3 separate regions of the Rattus norvegicus genome follow, and all the other regions are linked to region 1. Evidence: chromatin contacts called from public Hi-C data. All regions are on one chromosome and are shown on one strand. The core of a region is the stretch at or near the end of the contact, and the rest is flanking DNA. Distances in the headings are between cores, read along the strand shown. Region 1 holds the start of Cpeb4 (cytoplasmic polyadenylation element binding protein 4). Region 2 has its middle 40 kb from the start of Bod1. Region 3 holds the start of Bod1 (biorientation of chromosomes in cell division 1).

Region 1 (3,080 bases), core at 509-3,008:
CAGTGATTCAGTGTGCAAGATGCCCATTCTCTTCCTGAACGTCTCCCCACGGGCTTCCTAAGAAGTCTGCTTTGGGAACACAAATCGCGAGGAATCTTTGCCCACAAAAAAGATGGCGGTGCACCGCTTGCACTGGATGCGCGGACCCGACGCCGACGCCGGCCCCGCTGGGCGAGGCGCAGGCGGAAGAGGCGGCTCTGAGATGACCGAAGACCTTCCTGGGAGGGGCTCTGAGGCTGGGAGGCGTGGCCTAGTCGGAATTGTAGTGTCGGATTGGTCTTCCGGCTGTTGGGCGTGGCCTCCGCAGCACCCCGCCCCTCCCTCATCGAACCGGAAGTGTCTCTCGGTCTTTCCAGCTGGTTGTCATTTCACTCGGCTCGGTCCTGAGGAGAAGGACTCAGCCGCGGCTGCGGGACCTGGGCACCGGAGGCAGTGGCGGCGGCGGCGGAGGCGGCGGAGGCAGCGGCGACAACAGAGGAAGACGAGGAGGAAGAAGGAAGAAAAAGAACAGCCAGGCGGAGTCCTCAAAGACGACGACAGCTGGACTGCGGGACCGGGGAAAAGCGGCGGCGGCGGCGGCCCAGCAACCGTGAGGAGAAACAAAAGCCTCCTAAATTATAGTTTCCAATCAGTCTAGGGGAAAAGAGAGCGCGAGCCCAGGGGGGAGGCTTTTCTCCTTTAGAGTAACAACGGTAGCGGGGGTTTTCCTTTTTGTCCATCCCCCTTCCCCCTCCCCCCGGCGGAGAATCGAACTGAGAGAACTGAACAAACCGCCCCTGGGTCCCATGAGGGAAAAAAATCCCGGAGCCGCAGAGAGGGGAAGAGGCAGAAACCGCAGGACCTTCCAGGTCGCCCCCTTGCTCCCCGCACCCCCGGGCCACCAGCTCGCCCTTGTCCAGTCTCACTAATCCCTCCTGATCGCGACACCCCCCAGAGGGAGAAACGGGTGTTTCCAACCCCTTTCATGGGGGAAAGGAGGCCGAGGGGAGCCCAAGAGCAGCAAACGCAGCAAGATCTGCACCCGGAGCCCCAGGAACAGCCCCAGAGGCCCACACTGCACCCTACAAAAGAACAGAAACAGGACCAGGAACAGCAGAAATCTCCCTGCAATCATCTTTCCTTTAGTCAAGGCTGATTTCCTCTTTGGCAACCAGAAATTCACCTCCCGCCCCAGATAACCTAATATAATCTATCTATATATAAATATATAATATATAATGTTCTTAAATTATTCCTGATTTTTTTAACCAAGCTGCCAAGAAAAGAACGTATTCTCCCCTTAATCCTATTCTAATTTTTATGTGAATCTAAACTGCTGAGGAAGACCATATGTGATTGTTAAATTTTATATATATATATTTTTACTCCGCACAATGCTTATTCTTCTATATCCATAGATGCTTGAGAAGCTGTGTTTCTGTCATTCATGTACATTTTCCTTTGGAAAAAGAAAGCGCCTATTTTACTAACCAAAGACTTGATTTTTACCTTTTCCTTTTTTATTCCCTCCTAGAAATAAGCCCAATTGGATTCATATCAATATTTTAAGAGTTTTTTTTTAAGGTTCTTTTCCATTCAGAGAGACCAGAATTCCAAATCAGAGATACATAGGGTGATAAGCTGTGATCGTTGAGTTAGCTATAAATAAGATACTTCAAGCAAACAAATTTGAGATACAGGGGAGGAAAGCCCTGAGACATTAGGTTGTTTTGCTTTGTTTTTTTTTTATTGTGATATTCTGATCCTAAAAATAATAAATGGGGGATTACGGGTTTGGAGTGCTAGTGCAAAGCAATACTGGGAATAAATCTGCTTTTCCAGTCCGATTCCATCCACATCTGCAGCCTCCACACCATCACCAAAATGCCACCCCCAACCCTGCTGCTTTTATAAATAATAACACAGCTGCCAACGGCAGCAGTGCTGGGTCAGCTTGGCTCTTTCCTGCTCCGGCTACCCATAACATTCAGGATGAGATCTTGGGGTCAGAAAAAGCAAAAAGTCAACAGCAGGAACAACAAGACCCTTTAGAAAAGCAACAACTGTCCCCGAGTCCAGGGCAGGAAGCTGGAATACTGCCTGAAACTGAAAAGGCAAAAGCCGAAGAAAATCCAGGGGACAATTCTTCAGAGAACAGCAACGGAAAAGAAAAGATACGCATTGAATCACCAGTGTTGACAGGATTCGATTACCAAGAAGCCACAGGCCTCGGGACTTCCACCCAACCCTTGACATCCAGTGCATCATCCCTTACTGGTTTCAGTAACTGGTCAGCAGCGATAGCGCCTTCTTCCTCCACGATAATCAATGAAGATGCAAGTTTCTTTCACCAGGGAGGGGTCCCTGGCGCTTCAGCTAATAATGGTGCTCTCTTGTTTCAAAATTTCCCCCATCATGTCAGCCCTGGCTTTGGTGGTAGCTTCTCCCCTCAGATCGGGCCTCTCTCCCAGCACCATCCTCATCACCCCCATTTCCAGCACCATCACAGCCAGCATCAGCAGCAGAGGAGGTCTCCTGCCAGTCCCCACCCCCCACCTTTCACACATAGAAATGCTGCTTTTAACCAGCTGCCTCATTTGGCGAATAATCTTAACAAACCTCCTTCTCCATGGAGTAGCTACCAGAGTCCCTCTCCAACCCCCTCTTCTTCCTGGAGCCCGGGAGGTGGCGGCTATGGTGGCTGGGGAGCTTCTCAAGGCCGAGATCACCGCAGAGGGCTGAACGGTGGAATAACACCCCTGAACTCCATCTCACCTTTGAAGAAAAATTTTGCAAGCAATCATATTCAGCTCCAGAAGTATGCTCGCCCTAGCTCAGCCTTTGCTCCAAAATCCTGGATGGAAGATAGCTTGAACAGAGCTGACAACATTTTTCCTTTTCCGGTAAGATGTTGTTCCATTAATAGATTAAGATGAATAAGGAAGTAGTGTGGTGGAGTATCTGTGGAATGAAAGAATCAGAATTGTTGCTCACATTAGGGACCTTAGGAAATGAATCGGTTACCAGTCTTTATTTTAGCAAACCAGTGTGATCGGAAGAAAACAGTTAACTGTTTCTTGGGCCTTAATTTTTCCATTTAT
Region 2 (3,111 bases), core at 363-2,862, 170 kb before region 1:
AGCTAGCACTGTTCCTGGAACAGCTAGGGACAGTCTGGGTCCCCGGTAGCCCTCATATCGAGTCCAGTGATCCACCCTTGGAAAACAAACAACAGTGAAAAACAAAGTGTTTGCTTGTTTGTCTCCAGTGCAGCTACATTAGGGAGAGGGAGAGGGAGAGGGAGGGGGAGGGAGGAGCGAGAGGGAGAGGGAGAGGGAGAGAGAGGAGAGAGGAGAGAAGAGGAGAGGAGAGGGAGAGAGGGAGAGAGGTAGAGAGAGAGGGGGGGGCGGTCAAGTGCTACCCTACCCCACTTCAAGGTCCGTCTTTGTGGTCTTGAGATGAAGTTTTAGTTTGAACAAAGAGCAGAGACTTGAACACCTGAGTCGCCCTGGTAAAGGTCCCGCCATCACTGAGCCATCCTGTCTGTACTCCATCTTGCCTCCTAGCAGGCAGTCTGACAGCTTGTCAGCACCAAGTGAAATGTCTTTCTGGGGACTAGCGCCCCCTCAGCCTTTTCCTTTTCCCAAGTGGGGGCTCGTGGGGCAATTTTAATTTCTTGGGCTCCACGATCTCAGTGTTCTGAGAGCTGAATGTGGGGGTTGTGTGTCCTTCGTGTCCCCTCCTTCCCACCGTGGAGGTTTTACAGTGTGTTGTTCTGTATCTCTCGCTGACTGCCGTCAACGTTCCGCGCCTCTGGACTTTCTGAGAAATGTCAAAGAGCTAAGAGGTTTTTGTCGGTCCTTCAAATAAGATGGACACAAGACAACTTGTCTGCCCCTGAGGCCCTAAACACAGACTGTGGTGTGAAACCTGGGACCCTTGTCCTCCGGGCTGAGCCCTACCGTGTTTTCTGAGGCAGAGGCTGAGACTACGACACCAATTTGAGAAACAAGGGGCAGCCTTGCTTCCCCACCCCCTGACTGCACCCCCTTTCCCTAAGAAATTGCTCTCTTCAAGCAAGGGAAACACAAGTTCACCCAGAGTGGACCGGTCTACGCTAAGAAGTCTGTCTGCAGGAGAGGGTAGCTCATGAAGAAGCTGCATTTGTCTGAGGGAGACAAAGAGAAAGTTTTTGTTTTCCCTCCTGGGGCACAGGAAAGAGGTTACAGCAAGCTCATTGCTTAGAAATGAGAACAACACAAAAGCCAGGAGTCCACCTGGCCCTGGCACGGCCATCAGCGTCCACTCTTGAACATGAGCGCTAGGAACGACTATCTTGCAGATCACAATGATTCCGGGGGGCAGCGTTTTCTGTTTTTTTGTTTTGGTTTTTTTTCCCCGTGACTTCCATTTTCTTGTTGCTGACAGAGCTGTCTTTGTTGCTCTTCCTCTTCTGAACGCCAGCTTCTGGGACTAGCTTATAAAAAAAACTGACCTCCCCCAAAGGCTGATGGTCAAACTCAGTGGCCAGCTCATCTTAGCCTGCTTCCGTGAGAACTTCTCCTACAACTCCTGTGGCTTTTCTTTTTCCTTACTCCTTTTTTTTTCCCCTTTCAGTTTTCTTTTTCTGCCTTGGAAATGGGCTTCATGGCTATGGTAGGCAATTAAATTTCAAAGCTGAAGAATGCTGGCATACTCTGCCAGGAACTGCCGAAGCAAGCAGGCCAGGCCGCGGGCTTTGAATACTTGGCACGGAAGTGGGGCCTCTGATACATGCAGCCTCTCCCAGGATGGGCTTCCCAGAGGAGTGTGTTTGTCTTTGTTCTGAAAAGGGAAATCCAGTTCCATCCCAGCTACACGACAATCCCAGAGCTAGGTGGCACCTCCTTTCCAAGCTGGGCGATCGCCTGGTTTGTTAAATGTCACAGTTGGCACACTGCCGGGGAGGGTCAGCTTCCAGCATGCAGGTCGGTTCTCAGGCCTGTCACTTAGCTCTCCTCTGTGGCCCCAGTCTTTGGAACACTGCTATCTCTCAGAAGAAAGGAGAGCTCTGTGTTCCTGACCCAGCCTCCTCCTGCTGCTGACTGAATCACGGGGTGTGGGGCTAGCATCTAATTTCCAGAGCTGCTGTGAGCAAAATGCTAACACTTGTTCCAGAAGCAGGCTGGTGCCCTGGCTGTAATTCTAGACTGGGGGGGGGGGTCACCGGAGAGGAATCCAGGCTCGTTAGGTTGTACACGCATGAGGCAGGCCAGTGGCCTGAGTCTTCCGCAAGGGAAGGGATGTTTGTGGATGAGAAGGTCCTGAGAACTCAGAGGTGCTAGGATAAAAAGTGGGACCGGATACCATGAAAGGAAAAGGCTGGAGGAAGTGACCTTCTAGGCGAGCCCTCCTGGGACCAGGGACCTGCGGTTCCTTTTGGAACAACACAGAAGCTGGAAGGGGTTAGTGAGGGGCGGCAGTGGAGATGAAGTGGGAGAGAAAATGTTAGTTTGAACATTCTGTGGTAGCATTAGAGGTAGGAGAGACACTGAACTGGCTTGTTTGAAGATCTCTGGTTTCTCGGTAGGGAGATGATTGGATGAGGCGGAACCGTTTGCAGAAAGCTACTGTAGACCCTCAATGTATCTTAGGAAGACAGAAGGCATGGTCCATGAAGAAGCCTGGGCTTTCTTCTCTAAGACATTGTTGCTACACCAGAGGCAGTCCGGACACTAGACCACCTGGAGCAGCCACTTACAAGGATGGAGGTGGCTCTCCTGTCCTGAGGATCTCTGTCGCAGCCAGGAGAATGCGCTCCCGCTTGGGAATGCTTGCATAGCTTACAGGCAGCAATACCAGACCACCAGCGGCCACTCTCGTAAGGGCCTTCAAGAGCCTGTGTTAACTGCTATAGACTGAACTCCTCTTCTAGGACAGAATTTGCTAATGTGTCTCGGAGAAGAAAAAAAAAATTTCTCCATTAGCACCAGACACTTCAGTATACCAATAAGCATGTAAAGAAAAGTGTAAAATCCTTTGAGTTGGTCTAAAACAGCAGTGAGAGGATTAAGCAGGTATATGGAAAATGGAGGAGAGGTGGCTCTTGAGCCTTTGCTTGTTCTGAACATGGAGAGTCAGCTGTGAGGGACTGACAAACACATCCAAGCAGAGTTTTCCAGGAAGGTCTCAGAAAGTGCCTCATTCACGTTGGGAGGTCTCACTCCTCGAATGCTAACAGCCCCGGCAGTGACCAGCCAGTGACGTCAGAG
Region 3 (3,432 bases), core at 891-3,390, 210 kb before region 1:
CACAGTGCAGGGCACTGCCTATATAAGTCAATCTACTTTTAAAAAAAGACACATTTATTATGCTTATTAAGTATACAATGTGTGTATGCCTGCAGGCCAGAAGAGGATACCAGATCTCATTACAGATGGTTGTGAGCCACCATGTGGTTGCTGGGGATTGAATCAAGGCCTCTGTAAGAGCAGTCAGTGCTCTTAACCTCTGAGCTCTCTCTCCAGCCTCTAAGTCAATCTGCTTTTAAAGAAACCCCACATGGGAGAGCCTATTAGTATTATGCTGCCCTCATTTAGACATTAGACTTTCAGGCTTAAAGGAGTAAACCCTCTCCTTCCATGTGTCCAAGGACAGATGCAAGCTGTTTCTGGAAGGAACACGGTTCTAGGCCAAGCACTGACTTTTTACGAGTCACAGGACTTTCAGTAATTCCCGTCTCTAAAATGCAAACATTCCTGTCTGCTTGACTCACAGAGGATGTTCACCAAGGAAGGCCCCCTCCAAACGAAAACAGCCATCCAAGCCTCAGCAGGAGTCATATGACAGCAACAGCCAAGCTACTCTGCGAAGAGTTTCCAGGCAAAGCTGTGTGTGACCCTCAAAGGAGCCTGAGGCGCTTACTCTGAATCCTCCTCCTCAGAGCTTGAGAACAAGACTAGGAAATTACCTTGTGAGTACAAGGACTGTTCCGAGCCCCTGGCCTCCTGCTCTCCAACCGGAGGCAGACAACGCTTCTTCAGCCCATCCTTGCTAAAGAGCATGCCAGTGTCTGCATGGCTCTGGTCTCTCTCTACGAGAATGTGGAGGTAGGAAGGATGGCCTACCTGTGCAGACTGTGGCCTAAGATGTGTATATATAGGGCAGACTTTACCCCATATCAAAGACATAGCACAGGCCCAGGCAGCCTGCAGCTGACAGCTGAGGCTACTGAACCCGCTTGCCTGGGTGACTCACAGCCTGAACACCACGAGGAGCAACCTGAGCAACGGCAACGGCTACCCTGTGGAGCCTCTCAGTCAGCAAAGAGACTTGTAACTCCACCACCTTAATCTTGGCAAACAAATTTTGTAAAGGGAAAAGGAATGTTTTGGTACTACTATATACCTGCCTCGTGACACACATTCCAAAGTTTCCAAGTGAGGTGAATTAGGGTATTTTTAGCTGTAGAGACTGGCCTTTGGCACTGGATCTAACATAGCCATTAACTCCATTTAAATTAGTTAAACAGAATAAAATAAGGTGCTGATTCTACTGCTTATCCCAATTTGACCTCATACAAATCTGCAAATGATTCAGTTAGGAAAGGGAATAGCTATTAACGTGTTATCCAATCCAGCCGGTGCTTAAAATCACCTCCCGGGTGGTGAACAAGAGAATGGGCAGAGCTTCTAAAGTACGCTGCCTTTCCCGAGTGTTGTAAAACGCGAGTTCCTTGGGTATGAAGTGGATATACGTGTGCAGCCATAAAAGAATCATTAAGTTCAGAAAGGCGACTGAACTAAAATAAAAATTAAAAAAAAAATTAAAAATCACAGCTGGTTAAGTGTCCAGGTGTCGTGTGTGCACCACAGAAGTCACCGGTACTGGCCCGCGCCGCGCGTCCCTCCAGGCTCCGGAGGTGCCTTTTGTTTTACTCCGGGCTCTGGCACGTCAAAGAGGCGAGGTGGACCGCCCCCCTCGGTCCCCCGCAGCCCGGGTACCTTAGTGTCCACGTCGGCCAGGCAGTCCCGGCGGAAGCTATCAAACAGGCCACGGCTCTTGAGCTGCTCCACTATAAGAGCGATGAGCTGCGGGTCTCCCGGAGGCAGCGAAGCGGGGTTGACCGTGCCGCCCGCCCCACTCGAGCCCCCCGCTGGTCCCGAGGCCTGGCCCGCCGCACCTGCTCCCGCACTGTCCGCCATGGCTGCGCCCCGTGCCCGACCCCGTGCTCGGCTGCTCCTCCGGGAGCCGTGGGCCGCGCTGCGCAGACACGGAGGGCCCCACGGAGGTGGCGGCGACGGAGGCGGCAGGGTGGGAGGCGGCGAGGACCACGGCGCTCCCCGCTGGCCGCGCTGCTGGCGCTCGTCTAATAGCGTCACCAACGACCTTTGCATTGTGGGACGGTTGGTTTCCTGGAGCCATCGCCCATGTTCTTATAGCCTGTGTCTGGCCGTTGGAAACTACAACTCCCGGCAGGCTATTGGCTCGCTCGCGCTAGTTTGCGAGACAGCATGGGAATTGTAGGCTCAGAACCTATTCAGTCACTGCAGCCCTCAGAAATCAGACCTCCCTACAGTGGGCGACAGTCACTTGCAGAACTGATTGAAAGATTAGGAGCGTATCATTTAGCGACTGTGATTCAGCAACTCTGTTTCTATGCCTGGCAGCCTGTGCTTTTGACAACAAAAGGAGGTCATCCCCACGACCTCCTTGAGTAATATGATCTGGGAAATGTGGTTAACAATGGGTTAATATTTTTGTTATTTTGATAAAACTAATTTTACTTTTTGTGTGTCAGGGAGGGGCGGTGGAGGAGTTCATATTGGCCCAGCCAGTCTCAAAGGTTAAGCTGATCACAGTCTCTCACGATAGGTTACAACCCTTTGGGATATCAAATTTATTTCTACTCCTGTCCCACGCTGACCTCTCCTGTTTGGCTCTAAGGAAGTCCCGTGAGAGAGTTCAACCCTGGCCCCCCACCCCCAGAGGGAGGCCTGGGGGGGGGGTGTTGCCCTTCTTATAAGTCACATTTTAGGTACATCACATCTTATTCTTTCCTCACAAAAACTTTTCTAGCTCCAGGCCTAATTTGGTCTATTGTTGAACCAGATTCTTATAGCAATCGTTGTGACTGGAAGTGGATAATTTATAGGCTGATTGGCCATCTTCACCCCTATGCCCCCAACCACACCTGTTGGCGTTCCTTCTAGGCTCCGCCCCACAGTCACCTGGCAAGAGCCAGGTGTGCCTGACTCACTATAAAAAAGGAGCTGCTTGCCCCCTCCTCTCTCCTCTTCTCCTCTTGTTCCCCTTACCCTCTTCTTCCTGTCTCCCTATCCTCTCTCCCCTTTCTCCATGTGCACATGGCCAGCCTCTCCCCAACCCTCCTCTCCTCCTCCTCCCCCTCCTCCTCCTCTTCTTCTCCTCCTCCCTTTCTTCTTTCTTCTTCCTCTCTCTCTCTCTCTCTCTCTCTCTCTCTCTCTCTCTCTCTCCCTCTCTCCCTCTCTCCCTCTCTCCCTCTCTCCCTCTCTCCCTCTCTCCCTCTCTCCCTCTCTCCCCCTCTGCCTTTCCTCCCTCAACTCCCCTCCCCATGCCCTAAATAAACTCTATTCTATACTATACCTTCATGTGGCTGGTCCCTCAGGGGGAAGGGATGTTTCAAGCATGGGCCTGCAGAAGCACCCCCATTCCCCGAACCATACAACACCTCTACCAAACACAGCCCTGGCTTCTTTTTCTTT

Evidence for each region. A called contact is a pair of places that touch in the nucleus more often than the background predicts.
Region 2: a Hi-C map of Schwann cells shows a contact between it and region 1, with 2.6 times the contacts expected there. The contact joins the enhancer-like site here to the promoter of Cpeb4 in region 1. A contact is called at or near these places in 2 of 12 Hi-C or Micro-C datasets (Schwann cells and liver) and 1 of 1 datasets of contacts at active chromatin or transcription factors (oligodendrocytes).
Region 3: a contact with region 1 is called in a Hi-C map of Schwann cells, with 5 times the contacts expected there. The contact joins the promoter of Bod1 here to the promoter of Cpeb4 in region 1. A contact is called at or near these places in 11 of 12 Hi-C or Micro-C datasets (the A7r5 cell line, the Rat2 cell line, Schwann cells and 7 more) and 1 of 1 datasets of contacts at active chromatin or transcription factors (oligodendrocytes).

Annotation. Positions count from the first base shown.
Region 1 is chr10:16,282,266-16,285,345 of GRCr8, reverse strand. It overlaps Cpeb4 (cytoplasmic polyadenylation element binding protein 4), which reads left to right and starts at 1,758. Exons shown (of 9, transcript NM_001106992.1): 1 at 1,758-2,882. The coding sequence starts at 1,758.
Region 2 is chr10:16,456,567-16,459,677 of GRCr8, reverse strand. No RefSeq gene overlaps it. Among named protein-coding and RNA genes, the nearest start is that of Bod1, 40 kb to the left of the region's middle. Within about 2 kb of position 1,612, at least 60 of the 93 cell types and tissues checked have an H3K27ac peak or open chromatin away from gene starts, as enhancers often do. A contact at or near this core is called in Schwann cells and liver, where this site is marked.
Region 3 is chr10:16,496,626-16,500,057 of GRCr8, reverse strand. It overlaps Bod1 (biorientation of chromosomes in cell division 1), which reads right to left and starts at 2,140. Exons shown (of 4, transcript NM_001013854.1): 1 at 1,693-2,140. The coding sequence starts at 2,085.